Linked DNA regions of Mus musculus: all the other regions are linked to region 1. A link is a contact called in public Micro-C and promoter capture Hi-C data. All regions are on one chromosome and are shown on one strand. The core of a region is the stretch at or near the end of the contact, and the rest is flanking DNA. Distances in the headings are between cores, read along the strand shown. Region 1 holds the start of Fndc3a (fibronectin type III domain containing 3A). Region 2 holds the start of Lrrc63 (leucine rich repeat containing 63). Region 3 holds the start of Lrch1 (leucine-rich repeats and calponin homology (CH) domain containing 1). Region 4 holds the start of Fam160b2 (family with sequence similarity 160, member B2). Region 5 holds the start of Esd (esterase D/formylglutathione hydrolase).

Region 1 (2,604 bases), core at 60-2,559:
CTGATACTGGCAAAAGCATAGTGATTCAAATATTACAGAAAAGCTTCAACTGCTCTTTCATTCTTACAACTCATCTTAGCCAAGAGGCTGAGAGGCGATGCTTATTTGCTTCTTACAACACGCACAAACTTGGGTTTCAAGAACTGAAACAGACCACAATAGGATGCAGCAACATCATTATGTGGCTCGGTGTTTTTTAAAGTCTACCCGTGAGCACTTCAAGATTATAATACAAAAAGAGGGAAAGCCTTGTCCGCCTGCCACTGTCAGTTAGTAGACGGACAGCCGAGAAGGTGCCCAAAGGAACTTACAGTCTCACTAAAATAAATAATCTCTAGCTCACCATCCTTAGCACCCTCAGCAATCTCTCTCTCTCTCTCCCTCCCTCTCTCTCTCTCTCTCTCTCTCTCTCTCTCTCTCTCTCTCACACACACACACACACACACACACACACGAATACCCCCCAATGCTTTTTATGAAAGGTGATAGTTTAATAAAACTACAATTACCTATCACACACGGTAAAAGCAGCAAGCGCTAGCGATCTGACGTCGAAATTACTCGCTCCTTTTCCTTCACCCAGCGCGTGCCGCCCTTTCCCAGAGTCGTGTCAAAAGTTCACCCACGCAGGCTGCCGAGCTGGGCGAGCACCGCAGCCTCCCTTCCTCCTCGCCACCGACCGAACAGGTGGTTGCCTTACCTGGGGAAGAGGAGCCGCCAGGCACCGGCTGCGGCGGCCGCCCGGGCGGCCAGGCAGGCGGGCGCAGACCCGAAGGGCGTGTTTTCGAGGATTTAACCCTCAGGTGCGCAGGCAGCGCTCCGCTGTCGCCGAGCCCCGGCAGGTGTCGCGCACGTCCCCGCCGCGTCCCGGGTCCGTCACCCCGCGGACGGCGCGGCCTCGCGTGGGGGCGTCGCCCGTCCGCCCGCCCTCCCCGACGGGCTCAGCCCTCCGGCGGCGCGGCCCGCAGCCCCAGCCTAACGGTTTCCCCGACGCGGGCTCCGGCGTCCCCCTGCCGGCTCTCACCTCCGAATCCCGCCGCTCCGAAGCGAAGGAAGGCGGATCCCCCACCCCGGGCGTCTCTCCTGCGAGGCTCCGGCTCGTCCTCTCACTCGCTTGGCGGTGGGCCGGGGCTCCCGCGGCCGCCGCTGCGCTGACTGCTGTGGAGGGGGGTTGTTGGGGAGGGGTGTTTCCCGGCAGTGACGGCGCCGCCGCCTCAGCCCCGCTCTTCGCTCCCTCTCCGCGTAGCTCCCGCTTTCTGTTTCACCCGAGGGACCGCGAATGCCGCCGCCGCCATGATTACTACGGAGCCGGGAGGAGGAGCCCGGAGTCGGCGCGCCCAGTGCGGCTGCGCGAGCCCCGCCGACGGCGCCCCCGGCCGCCTGGACCCGGAGCCCCCGCGCGCGCACACACACACACACACACACACACGAGCTCGAGCGCGCGCACCCGAACCCGCTCGCCCGCCGCCCCGCAAGCCGAGGCTTCCCGGGCCCGCAAGTGTGTGTGGCATGCGAGCTCCGGTGCCGCTCTCCCAGAGCCCGGGAACTGTGCGGATGATTGACGTATCCGGGGCCCCACACGCCATTCCGAATGCAGTTTAGAAAGCGCCCCCCACCCACCGCCCCCAGAGACGAACCGTGTCAGCCCCTCTCGGCAAGCCCCAGAACTTAGGATGCCGGCAGGTGCTTTTAGAGGCAAGCCCCGGACGGGGAAGCGCCCCGAAGTGGGCTCAGACCTTCCCACTCCCAGACGGTTAGAGCCCCGGCATTTTCTAGCACCCACGAAACAGATTTACGTCTTTCAGAAACGCACAGCTTAAAGGTTCTGGACTCGGACCAGCCGAATCTAGTGGAAACCCGTTACCTTGACGTCTGCCACCGCGGAGAGCGAAGCGGAGGCGGCGACAATTTCCTTAAGCCTCGAGCGATGGGGGGGCGGTGGGGGGGACGCTGCAGTAGCGCCTGAGGGCCGGCCCGGACTGCTTACTTTTGCAGTTTCACCGGAAGCCTTAGGGAGAGGGTCGTCTTTGGGAACCTGAGTCCTCCCCCTGTCCAGCCAAAACTGGTGACTGATGAAACCAGGTTCCACGTCTGACTTGTAGTTCAGTTTATTGGTTGCGCTGCGTTTTAAGGTGGCAATCTTTTTTTTTTTTTTAATCATTTGACAGAAATCTCTCGAAGATGTACGAATTTCTTACGTTCTTAAAAAAGAAAAAAACAAAACAGAACTGGATAATGAAATTCTTAGTGGATCATTGAATATCAAATAAGATACTCAGACAGTACCAAAGTCCCATGGGATTGCAGAGGTGTGCGCGAGTGTATAAAATCCCCACCTTGGTGCTGTTTTATTTGCAGTGTTCTTACTTTTCTTAAAGACCCCTCACTTGGCTTGTGTTCATCTGCCTGTACATCCACTTTAACCATTTCTATTTTCCTGTGGTGGTGTTTTTTAAGCCCCGCTTTCTTCCTTCTCCACCTACTTTTTGCTATGGCTGCAGGCAATGATTGATCCGATGTTTGTATCCACAGCTAGCTAATGAGAGGTTATTTTTCTTCCCGTCAACAAGTAGGATAGTGATTCTATCAAATTGCATCTTGAGA
Region 2 (2,604 bases), core at 33-2,532, 2.4 Mb after region 1:
AGTGAGAACTGAACTTCCTGAGAACGAATCGTTACTGAAAAGAAGTGGTTATCACTTAGAAAATATCCTTACGGAAACCATTCTGAGTTGCTATGATACTGAGTTTAAGCAGGCTAGCATTGTAAGGAGGGGGGGGGGGGAAAGAGTAAAAAAAATCATTTAAAATTTATTTTTGAAGTACTTTTAAAATGGCATATTTTTAATACAGGCTTAAGCATGGAGCTTAAGAAAGACAGAGAGGCATTCAAAAAGTTTAACGTTTTCTTTCTGTACTGGATATTGAAACTCTGGTCTCATGCAAGGCCATATCACTGAGCCAAATCCCCCTGCTTTCCAATTTGCTTAAAATTAGAAGTTGGGAAATACATTTGTAAGCCCAACACTTGAAAGCCTGAGACAGGAGGGTCAGCCTGGGCTACACGGGGAAGGGTGGTTTCTTTTAAAAATTTAGATTAATAATTAATATAGATAAAACATATTCTATTATTAATCTAGACCTTGCTAACATTTCCCGTGTGAGTATGAAATTCAACCAGCCAACGCTATTTTCAGTCAGTAAATGGTGACCTCTCTCCCTGCAATATAGGCATTGGCATTTCATTCACTACCTCCCAAATATTATCAGTATAGACTTAGAAGGGATTTTGGAAAAAAAAAAAAAAAAGAAGGTAAAGGCCTCTGAAATCCCACAGTATCTAACCATACACAAACGGTTTTCTTGTATGGCGATGGCTTGTTTTAACTCTCAGCTGACTTAATTTGTCCATAATTATGCAACTCCAAAATAAGACAGGCTTTTTAATACAATGAGATGTTCCAGGATGGCGGGGAATCCCAGAGAATAGGGAAATAAGGACACCAGCTGTCCTCCGCCCCCCCCCCCACGCCCCACCGCCCAAAATAAGTCTTTGTTTTCAGGGCAACCTCAAAAGTGCCTGGCACAGTGCAGCTCCGCGGAATGCCCGGCAGGCAGGGAACCCTGGTGCGGTGCAGAAGAGCGGTTTACCCGCGAAAGGTAACTGCAGGCCAGCGCTCGCTCCTGATTTGTCGGCTGGTAGCGCGTGCCCGCCCGCCACAAGTTTCCTTTTCTAGTTGGTGGGGAGACCCCATCACCACCCCCCAGTCCCCAAGTGTCCAGCTCCTACGGACCCTGCCTTCAAGCACACAGACCAGATTTCCCACGTCCATCTCCTTTATCCCTGAGTCCTGGCTGCCAGTGACTGTCTAGCGAGGTCTCCAGTTAGGTCTAATTCCATGTTTGTGCTGGACGCAGCTCCTTTAGCAGCATCCCCAAGCCCTGCTACAGCCGAATTACGCTCATAGTAAGGACCACCAACTAGTCCCCGCCCCCCAACACTTCCCCACCCCCCCGCACCCGCACACCCCCCCCCCCCAGCTAGCCCGGTAAGAAGCGCAGGCGCACGAGGGTTGGGCACGTCGGGAACTAGGGGCGGGGCATTGAGCCCCGCCCATCTGCCCCGCCCACTCGATCCACCCACTGATTTCGCCACCTTAGGCCAGTGGCCCCTAATTCTGCTGCGGGCAGCGCAGGATGCCCGGAGGCTGAAGTGGTGGAGCCGGGAGGAGTGGCTCCACGTGTAGCTGTACGGAAGGCTGTGGTGACAATCGTTATTACTATTCTTACTCTTAAAACAGTGGCCACTATTATTTACTTACTTTTCTCCATGACTTGACACCGGTGTCTGGAGACTGGGTTGGCATTTTCTAATACGGCTACACTTTTGGGCAGCTGGCCACCGTTACTCATTTTGCAGTAAAACCCTTGTCTCCAAATCGCACGTTCTGTTTTCCTTCTTGTCTCTTGGGTGCAACCTGGTTTGTCTTTCTGTTTTTAAAGTTCTTGGTGGAAGTGGAACTGTGTGGGAACCGAGAGCTGTAAGGCAGTGAGTGGTTCCAAAGCTCTTTAAAAGGACACCCAGGTCTCACTGTCACGGTGGTTGGCTGTGATTACCGGTGTTGGTGCTGTCTCCATGTTCAGTGGTAGATATACCGCGCTTGTTTGCCTGTATGTGCTTGCTTCTCTGGAGATTTGAGAACGAAAACTGGAAAGAACCTATTACAGAGACGGGAAAATCCAACTGAGAATTCAAGTAAGGGGCACTTCCTTCCAGTCACCTCCCTTAAGTGTTTCTCTTCTTAAATAAGGGTGTGGGAATTTCAATAGCACCTTGGGAAATCAGAGACTTCTAGATTCGTTTACTAACCAAGTCTTCCTTTTTCTCCTAAGAGCAAGCATATATTTTGAACCAATGGGAAAATAATTAAAGATGAATCTGGGTAATGCTGTACAACTGTTGTCCTGTGGTGTGTTGGTTGGTGGTTTTGTTATGTAGATTACTTTGTTGTTTACTAGGTACCCTTTCCAAACCAGGGATTTTATTTCACTTTCGTCTGTGTTTGTTTTACATTGCTTGGTTTCCCTGAAAGACAGGAAGCAGACAGAAAGGCAAATCTGGTGGCCACGTTTGTCTCAAGTAATGTATATTGTTCATTATTTTGTAAACAGCAGAAATGTTTCTATTCTTAAGGATAAAGGTGTGGGCAGTCTATTCTTAAAAGCTGAGACCTACTGGAATTCAGTTT
Region 3 (2,604 bases), core at 65-2,564, 2.2 Mb after region 1:
TCCCGCAAAGAACAGAACAGGATATGGTCGGAAACTTAAGTCAGATCTGCACGGATTCCCAAGGCCCCAACCCTCTTCCACCACCCTCCTTCCTGTTTATGGGTCCACTCCCACAACTCCGACTACTAAAGGGAAAGCAGACATCTCCAAAATATGTCAACACATGACACAACTTGAAGAAGCAGGCTGCTCTGTGGCGCGGGTTACAACTTGCCGGGCTCACACTGGCAAACAGGCTCACTTTAATTACTTTTCATTTACTATGCCACGCTTCCCCTCCAGGGCCCCCGCAAAGACCGGGGTTAGTGAGAACCGGGGAGCCCCGGTGGAGGGAACCAAAATGTGTGGGCGGAGAGCCAGACACCAGCCTCTGCTCGCACAGGCGCAGAACCAAGGTTGGCACCGCCTCTCTGGCTGCAGCAAGCCACGGTCGCGCGGCGCGGAGGCCGGGGCCCCGACACTACGCGGAGAGGACAGGGCTAGCCGACGGCCGGCCACCTTTGTCTGGCCTTCCCCACCCACCAGGACGCAGAATGCTTCCATGTAGAGGTCCACGACTTGGTTCGTGTTCTGGACTTGCTCGCGGTCGCCCGAGATGCCCCCACTTCCCGCGCGCCAGGAACAGCTCCTAGGCGCATCCCTGCGCTCCTGCACCACGGTCGCAGGTCGCCGGGGCCAGGAGGACCACCGTGCCCGCTACAACCACCGTGCTCGTTGCAGAACCCGCTCCTGCCGAGCCAATCTAGTAACACATTCGGGCCCGGCGGGAAGGAGCGACAGCCCGGCTCGCACACGCGTGGCCAGCCCCGGCCTTGTCTCACCTGCCCGAACCGTGTCCGAGAGGTCATGTCCCGGGGCCGTAGTCCTGGGAAACTCCTTCAGCTTCCTGGCGCTCAGGTTCAAGCCCCCAGAGTTGGCCGCCTCCTCCAGCGCGCGCTCCAAACCACGGTTCAAGGGCAGGTTGAAGCCGGTGCCGCCGGTGCCTCCGTGGTGCTGGTGGTGTTGGTGGTGTTGGTGGTGCTGGTGGAGATGCGGGTGCAGGGCGGTTACCGAGAGAGCGGGCGCGAAAGCTTGGGGTTCGCTTCCCGGCGTCGCCATCTTCTCCCGGTCCCCCGCCCCGCCGCTCCTGCGCGGGGTCACAGGTTTCCCCGGCGGTCCCGAGTCCCCGCAGCGCTCCCTCGAAAGCCGCGGGACTGCGGGAGGGGCGGCAAGCGGCGCAGAGGTGGAGGCAGCAGTTCGATCGCCAAGGTTTCCAGCCGGGGGAGCCAAGGGCTGCGGCGGCGGCAGCGACGGCAGCGGTGGCGCGCCTGTGTCTGCTCGTGCTCGCGCCCCCGCCCGCCGCTCCTCCTCCGCAGCTTGTTGGCGCTCCACCCCCGAAGCTGGCTGGAACTGGATGCACATTCTGGGTGACTTTCTCTCCAGCCCGACCCCTTGTAGTTTACACATCTGCGGGCCAGGGTATTTTGTCGGTTTCGTTTTTGTCTTCTGGGATTTTTTTTAAGCCGTTTATGAAAACCCAGGCGAGGCGGGAGACAAGATTTGGAATACAAGGTCACAGGGAGGAGAGTGGTTCTGGTTGATTGATCCAGAGTTGCCCCCAAAAGCAGTTTTTCCACTGTGGGTTTACCCTCACGGACGCCCCCTGGCATTTAGGTGCTTACCATACAAAATCTCTCACTAAATCCAGGAAATCTGTGAGTGGAAAAATTGCTTCCTTCAGCGAGAGGAAGTTAAAGCGAGCCGCGATCACCCCTGCAGAATTCGAACACGCAGCCCACAGTCACCAAAATTTTGCACCTTCACTACAGACCACAGGAACAAGAAAGACTTCAGGGCAAATAGACAAATCTATAGAGGAAGGGCTTTGAGAAAGGGTAATTTTTATGATAAAATACCCAAATTATTACTCCAAGCGTTAGAACGCCAAAGACCTAGTGATCACAAAGGTCATATCTTAAACCTAAGCCTAGGTACTATGAAATGTTCCGGGTGCGCCACCTTCTTATTCATGTGAGGCATGGGAACTGAACTGTCTGATTGCAAACAAATCTTCTGCCATGGGTTGACCTACAGTGGGCGCCTGAGCCAGGCCTTGCACCCCATGGAAGAGCCAGAGGACCTGTGTCACCTAAAGCCACCCAGCTGGAAGACTGATAAAGCCTCCATTCCCTTCCCACACCTTAACAGCCTGGGACCCAAAGCTTGATAGTCTCTATGGAGTGACTCGGCTTGGAGAAATGAGGCTGGAGTGAAGTATGGACATGATACAACTTTATCATACATACTACAGTAATGCAGATCTGTGATAGTCTAGGCAGCCGCGTGGACCTAATGACTTCTTGGGCTCAGCACTAAGTATGACATGATCTATGTCACTTGCATGGACTTCGCTACAGGGCTACCCCTTAATTCCTGAGATTCCAGGCTGAGAGCAAATCCTACTTATTCCGGAAGAAACAGGCGCCACCTAGTGGTGTGCCGCCCTCACCCCCCACCACCTTCCTCCTCTCTGGCTCCACTTCCTTCAAGTCTCTATGATTTCATAAACTGTGCCTTAAGCTTAGTTTTGTTTTCACCCTGTTCTGTAGGCGGTCTCTTCGATCT
Region 4 (2,604 bases), core at 38-2,537, 2.1 Mb before region 1:
GCCAGCCTGGTCTACAGAGGGAGTTAAAGAATACAGGGCTACATAGAGACAACCTGTCTCAAACAAACAAACACCAAACACCAAAAACAATGAAGGTTCTGACTGGGGGGGGGGGGGGGGCGTCAGACCTAAGATTGTTTCTCAGGACACAATTTGATAGACTAAACCCATCAATTAGACAGTGTTCTTATACAATGAGAAAAAAATAATTAACTTTTCAAATAGCTTCTTGCAAGGCTGCTGAATGAAGTGACCAGGGACATGCACTTCCAGAAAAAAGGGGCCTAAACACAAACTGAGAGAGAGAGAGAGAGAGAGAGAGAGAGAGAGGAGAGAGAGGAGAGAGAGAAGGTAAAAGAGAGAGCGCAAGCAAGCTAGCTTTGCATGGAAACAACTCTTCCATTCAAAGCCCCTCCGGCAGGCTGAAGTCCCTAACTCAAGGTCAGCTGGCTCAGTGGCTTGAGATAAGCCTGCAGAGGGCTACTTCCGGGTTCTCGCGACCACCCACCCCTGCAAAGGTCTCTATCACCTTCTTCCTGGGACTTATGTCACTCAGGGCTGCAACTCCCATGCTAAGAGGGAACTCAGTGCGGGAACCCCTGCTCCCAGTAGTTGTCTGGCAGCTAAGAGAGGAAGGGGAAGGCTGTTGTCAATCCCAGGTGAGGAGGAATGGAGGAACGTCAGGAACGAGAAAGGAAGGCTGCCGGGCGGAGGAGGAGGCGTGGGGGCAGATCTGGGAGAAAGGGCTGGTGACAAGGGAACCTTTGGGGAGAGAAGAGTTACAAAGCTAGCGGAAGCTCTCGAGGCACAGGGAACGTTAAAGAAGCCGAGCGGAGCGCAGGCTCGGGGGACCGAGTCGCAGGTCAGGGAGTGGGACACAGGAAGCACAACAGGAAGCAGTGCGGAGGCCGGATCGAGGGATCGGGACTCAGGATCAAGGGAGCATGGCTCAGGATCACGAGAGTCGGGCTTAGGATCAGAAGAGCGAGGCGCAAGATCGAGGGAGCCGGTCGGTCTGGAGAGAACCCCGGAGCTAGGCGCTCCTGGCGGCCGCGACGCGGGACTGTACCCGAAGACGAAGCCCGGAAGCGGCGTCGGGGCCAGGGGAGGGGCCCTGCCCAAGGGGCCCGCACCTCACCCGCCCGCCCCCCTGCCCGCGCCCGCCCCTCCGGTCCGACCAGGGCCCGGCCTCACCGCCCCCACGGCCTCCTGCAGCAGTGCCCCGAGCCGGCTCAGCATGATGGCGGCCCGGCCCGGCTCGCGGCCCGGCTCCCGGTGGCGGCGCAGCGGTGGCGGAGGAGGCGGCCCAACGGGCGGGAGGCGGGACCCGGCTCTGAAACCCCGCCCCTGCCGGAGGGCTCGGGGGCGCTCTAAGCCCAGGGCTGGGCAGGTCCTGATGGAGGGCGGTGGGGAGCACCCTGGGAGCTGATGACCTAAGATTCCTTTGAGTAACACCCAGAGACTTCTAATTCCTCGTGCACCCTCACAATCCTACCAACACAGTAGCCCTGGACACACACGGCTCTGGAGTGTTTAAAATGACCTGGCCCTGACAAGCTGTGTCAAGGACACTCCAGAAGGCAAAGACATAGTGGGAAGAATTGACGACATGTTTAAATGTAATGGATTAGGAATATTGGAATAGGTTATGGCTAATATTAATTTCACCCTGTTGTTCAGTACTTTTATAAAAAAAAAAAAAAAGGTCGTTATTGGAAAAGATGTCCTCTAAGGTTTGCTGTTTGATTAGGAATTGATCCGAAGAGTCCCAGCAAAATCTGTCTCATGTCCCCCGCTCTGGAGGGAAAGAAAGCAATTGGGGTACACCTGCAATCAATCCCAGCACTCAGTAGTATCAACAATTCAAGGAGGTAGTGAGATCCCGTACCAAACACATACACACACACACACACTGACACACACACTCCGAACACAAAGATACATGCATACATACACACACACATACCACTCACACAATTACAACACACTGACACCACACACACATACACACACACACCACTGAGAGAGAGAGAGAGAGAGAGAGGTTGAAGACACGAACTGTTTAAAACAAAAACCAAAGCAAACAATAAAAAACAAGGGCTGCATGAGGCTCTTGGTTCAATCCTCAGTATCAGATAAGTAAATAGATAGATGGATAAATAATACATAAATTATATAAAAATTATGTAAATGTATATAGGTATTTACATAAATTATAAATGATTAAATTACTTACATCTATCTTAAATATCCAGGATATCCTAAAACTCACCATTATTTTTGTTCCAAGGCTGGAGATTATAGGCTTGTGTTACCATACCTGGGCTGCACTATAAATTCCAGGCCAGTCTTAGAAACATAGTGAGACATTAAAAACAAGAGTTGGGCCGGGCATGGTGGCACACGCCTTTAATCCCAGCACCCGGGAGGCAGAGGCAGGCGGATTTCTGAGTTCAAGGCCAGCCTGGTCTACAAAGTGAGTTCCAGGACAGCCAGGGCTATACAGAGAAACCCTGTCTCGAAAAAACAAAAACAAAAAACAAAAAAACAAAAAAACATGTAAATTGCACTTGATGTCACATGCCTTTGATCCCAGCACTCAGG
Region 5 (2,604 bases), core at 71-2,570, 2.0 Mb after region 1:
TAGAAAGAATTTGCAGACTTGGGTAATCTTTCATAACTTCAGTTGTGAAACTCAGTTTGAAAAAAAATTACCTTTCCAATAAATTACATTTAAAAGTAGTTAGCTTGGGAGTGATAGAGTATACCTTTAATCCCAGCATTCGGGAGACAAAGGTAGGGGGATTTCTGAGTTCAAGACCAGCCGGTCTACGTAGTAAGTTCCAGGCTAGCCAGAATTACATTTAAGACTCTGTTAATAATAATAATTTTAAGAATTTACCTTAATGCTTTCTCAAAATAACATTCTTTGGTTAACCATTAAACAGGTACACAAATGCCTGCCACATGACACAGAAAAGCAACGTTCTGCGTGGCAGCTCATCCACACAGGTTATATTCCACTGAGCTCAGCTCACCTACTTGTTTTTTAGCCTGACTAGCCACATAACTTGCAAGTCCCCCAGCAAAACTAAGATGGAGAGCCTATACACACAGAGCAGGCACTGGGTCCTTCTGACAGTTTGTTGCAAATGCACAGGCTGCGTGATTATTAAACCAGACAATCTTACAGGTTATACATAGTATCCACAACCTAGCAGCCTAAATACTGGTTTTAAAAACTGCTTGTAATATTTAATTTTCTGAACAAAGTACACTTGCTGGTTAAATTGGATGAAGTTGAGAACTGCTGTAAATGATTAACCAGAAACCCTGACACAGTTCAACTTTTATTGAGGGAAGAGGGGAGAAAAAAATGGACATTGAAAAGAGTTAATGAATGTGTCCTCCTCCTAGAAGCTCCAAATCAAGCAGGTGCAGAGTAGATGTGGAATGAGGGTGGAAATGTGAAATTTCTGCTCAGGTTTCCAAACAACTGCAGAGTTCCACACAAGCCCTTTCCACAAGTTAACTGGGAGAGGCCAGCTGGTGTACTAGAGCCTCATTCTCTTGTTGCCTTCTGGGAGCATCTGAAGCAAGTTACAGAGGTCTAGAGGTCCAGTGTCATGACAGACACACTTTTGGCTCATCCTGACACACCGCGGAAACAGGAACCCGGCGAAAAGTCTCTTGGGAATGGCCTTGTAGGGGAGGGTCGGGGTCCGGGAACTCCTAGTCTCCCTTGGGGTGTATCCATAGGGCAGGTCTGCTAGGAGAGTGCGCGCCCTGGGGGCGGTGTCTCAGAATGGGAGCAGCTCAGGAGGGAGGGCTGGGGAGGAGAGGGGCAGAGAAAGGGAGGGACTTGAGGGCGGGGCCGTGAGAGGGGACCAGAGTAAGCGGCCAAAGGAGGGGACGGGCCCAAAGGGAGGAGCCTCTACGTGGGACCCGCCCCGGAGGCCGGGGCGGGACATATGGTGTGGGCGGAGCCAGAGGCAGTGCTCGGGGCGGAAGCCCCAACCTTCTTCCCTGGCGAGTTAGAAGCTGCCCCTCACCGAGGTAAGATGGAATGGGTCGTGAGTCCCAAGCATTCTCTACTACCTGGTTTTCGGGCGGCTGTGCGCGGACGCCTAGACCTGCGGTGGTGATAGCAGCGGGGAATGGTGACGATCTCTGCACCCTTCCCGCCGCGGTAAGGCAGGCCTCGTCCCGCAGGGCCTGCTAATCGCTTTAACTTCGGGGAGCTGGAAACAATGTGTGACCTGGGGCGCCAGGCTCGCTGGGATGCTCGGGTTGGTGGAGTGCCCGCCGGGACGGCATTTCGCCGAGCATTCCCGCGCGGAGCCCGGGGAACGCTTTCCCTCCGGGATCCCAGCCTGGGCTGCAGGCGACGCCACTAGGGCCCTGAGGTGTCTTGGGCAGCGCGCTCGAGGCCGTGCCCAGTGGTAAAAATTCAGGTGTAGGCGGCCGTCCATAGGTGATTTGTGGTTGAGTCGTCAGAAAGATGGCACTTATGTTATTTAAAATTAATAAAATTCACCATTTTTTATGTAGGCCATATTAGGCCTAATGGTCAGCAATCTATAGGCATTCTTTGAAAAGTTAAAGGAATGAAACCCCAGGCTTCTATAACAGTATTGTTTGTAGTGGGACATACTAGTAAGAAAGTAGACTAAGGTTTTAATTAGCTCTTAGCTATATATAATTGCTATGATGATACTGAGATTTTGTTTTATTTTGTTTTTGAGACATTGTAGTTCTGACTGTCCTGGAACTCACTTTGTATACCAGGCTGTTCTCGAACGCCTGGTTCTCCAGGGATTTAGGGCGCGTGCAACGAAACTTTTAAAGTTCAACTTTTGAGACATTTCAGATATAAGATAGGCTGTACAGGCAAGGATCTAAGTTTAATTTTAAATGTGTTGGGTTTTGCTATAGCGATGCGAAATAAATGCATAGCAGTTTGGCACTAATGCTTAAAATTTGAATATGAAAAGACAGATTTAGATTTTTCAGCCCAGAAGATGTGTTTGAAATTTAGGGACTATGAGTTAGGGGGAAAATATGTGACAAGAACTGGGAAAGGGGCGTGGGGTGGGGGAGTTGGGAACTAAGAATGAAATAGAGGGGGGGGGAGGCAGGACAGGCTTTGAGTAAAGAAATGGTGGTCAGGACTGTGAATTTATGCCTTCCCCAAAGCAGCAGAATATGCTTATTCATTGTGAAGCAGCAAAAGTGTGTTGCCATTGTC

Evidence for each region. Promoter capture Hi-C pulls out the DNA fragments that hold promoters and counts their contacts. Hi-C and Micro-C count contacts between places; a contact is called where the count stands out from the background.
Region 2: a promoter capture Hi-C map of liver shows a contact between it and region 1, with 2.1 times the contacts expected there. The contact joins the promoter of Lrrc63 here to the promoter of Fndc3a in region 1. A contact is called at or near these places in 2 of 39 promoter capture datasets (cranial neural crest and liver) and 1 of 9 other capture datasets (liver).
Region 3: a contact with region 1 is called in a promoter capture Hi-C map of pre-B cells, with 2.8 times the contacts expected there. The contact joins the promoter of Lrch1 here to the promoter of Fndc3a in region 1. A contact is called at or near these places in 2 of 39 promoter capture datasets (hippocampal neurons and pre-B cells) and 2 of 115 datasets of contacts at active chromatin or transcription factors (astrocytes and embryonic stem cells).
Region 4: a contact with region 1 is called in a promoter capture Hi-C map of pre-B cells, with 4 times the contacts expected there. The contact joins the promoter of Fam160b2 here to the promoter of Fndc3a in region 1. A contact is called at or near these places in 1 of 39 promoter capture datasets (pre-B cells), 1 of 484 Hi-C or Micro-C datasets (CD4 T cells) and 1 of 9 other capture datasets (liver).
Region 5: a contact with region 1 is called in a Micro-C map of embryonic stem cells, with 9 times the contacts expected there. The contact joins the promoter of Esd here to the promoter of Fndc3a in region 1. A contact is called at or near these places in 1 of 39 promoter capture datasets (maxillary cranial neural crest) and 1 of 484 Hi-C or Micro-C datasets (embryonic stem cells).

What each region holds. Positions count from the first base shown.
Region 1 is chr14:72,708,694-72,711,297 of GRCm38.p6, forward strand. Fndc3a (fibronectin type III domain containing 3A) reads right to left here and starts at 1,310. Exons shown (of 26, transcript NM_207636.2): 1 at 1,025-1,310.
Region 2 is chr14:75,129,601-75,132,204 of GRCm38.p6, forward strand. Lrrc63 (leucine rich repeat containing 63) reads right to left here and starts at 1,283. Exons shown (of 10, transcript NM_027581.1): 1 at 1,171-1,283; 2 at 1-34. It also overlaps a transcript of Lcp1 not described here.
Region 3 is chr14:74,946,563-74,949,166 of GRCm38.p6, forward strand. It overlaps Lrch1 (leucine-rich repeats and calponin homology (CH) domain containing 1), which reads right to left and starts at 1,315. Exons shown (of 19, transcript NM_001252132.1): 1 at 822-1,315. The coding sequence starts at 1,098.
Region 4 is chr14:70,598,548-70,601,151 of GRCm38.p6, forward strand. It overlaps Fam160b2 (family with sequence similarity 160, member B2), which reads right to left and starts at 1,288. Exons shown (of 17, transcript NM_194345.1): 1 at 1,195-1,288. The coding sequence starts at 1,239.
Region 5 is chr14:74,730,977-74,733,580 of GRCm38.p6, forward strand. Esd (esterase D/formylglutathione hydrolase) reads left to right here and starts at 1,321. Exons shown (of 9, transcript NM_016903.5): 1 at 1,321-1,412.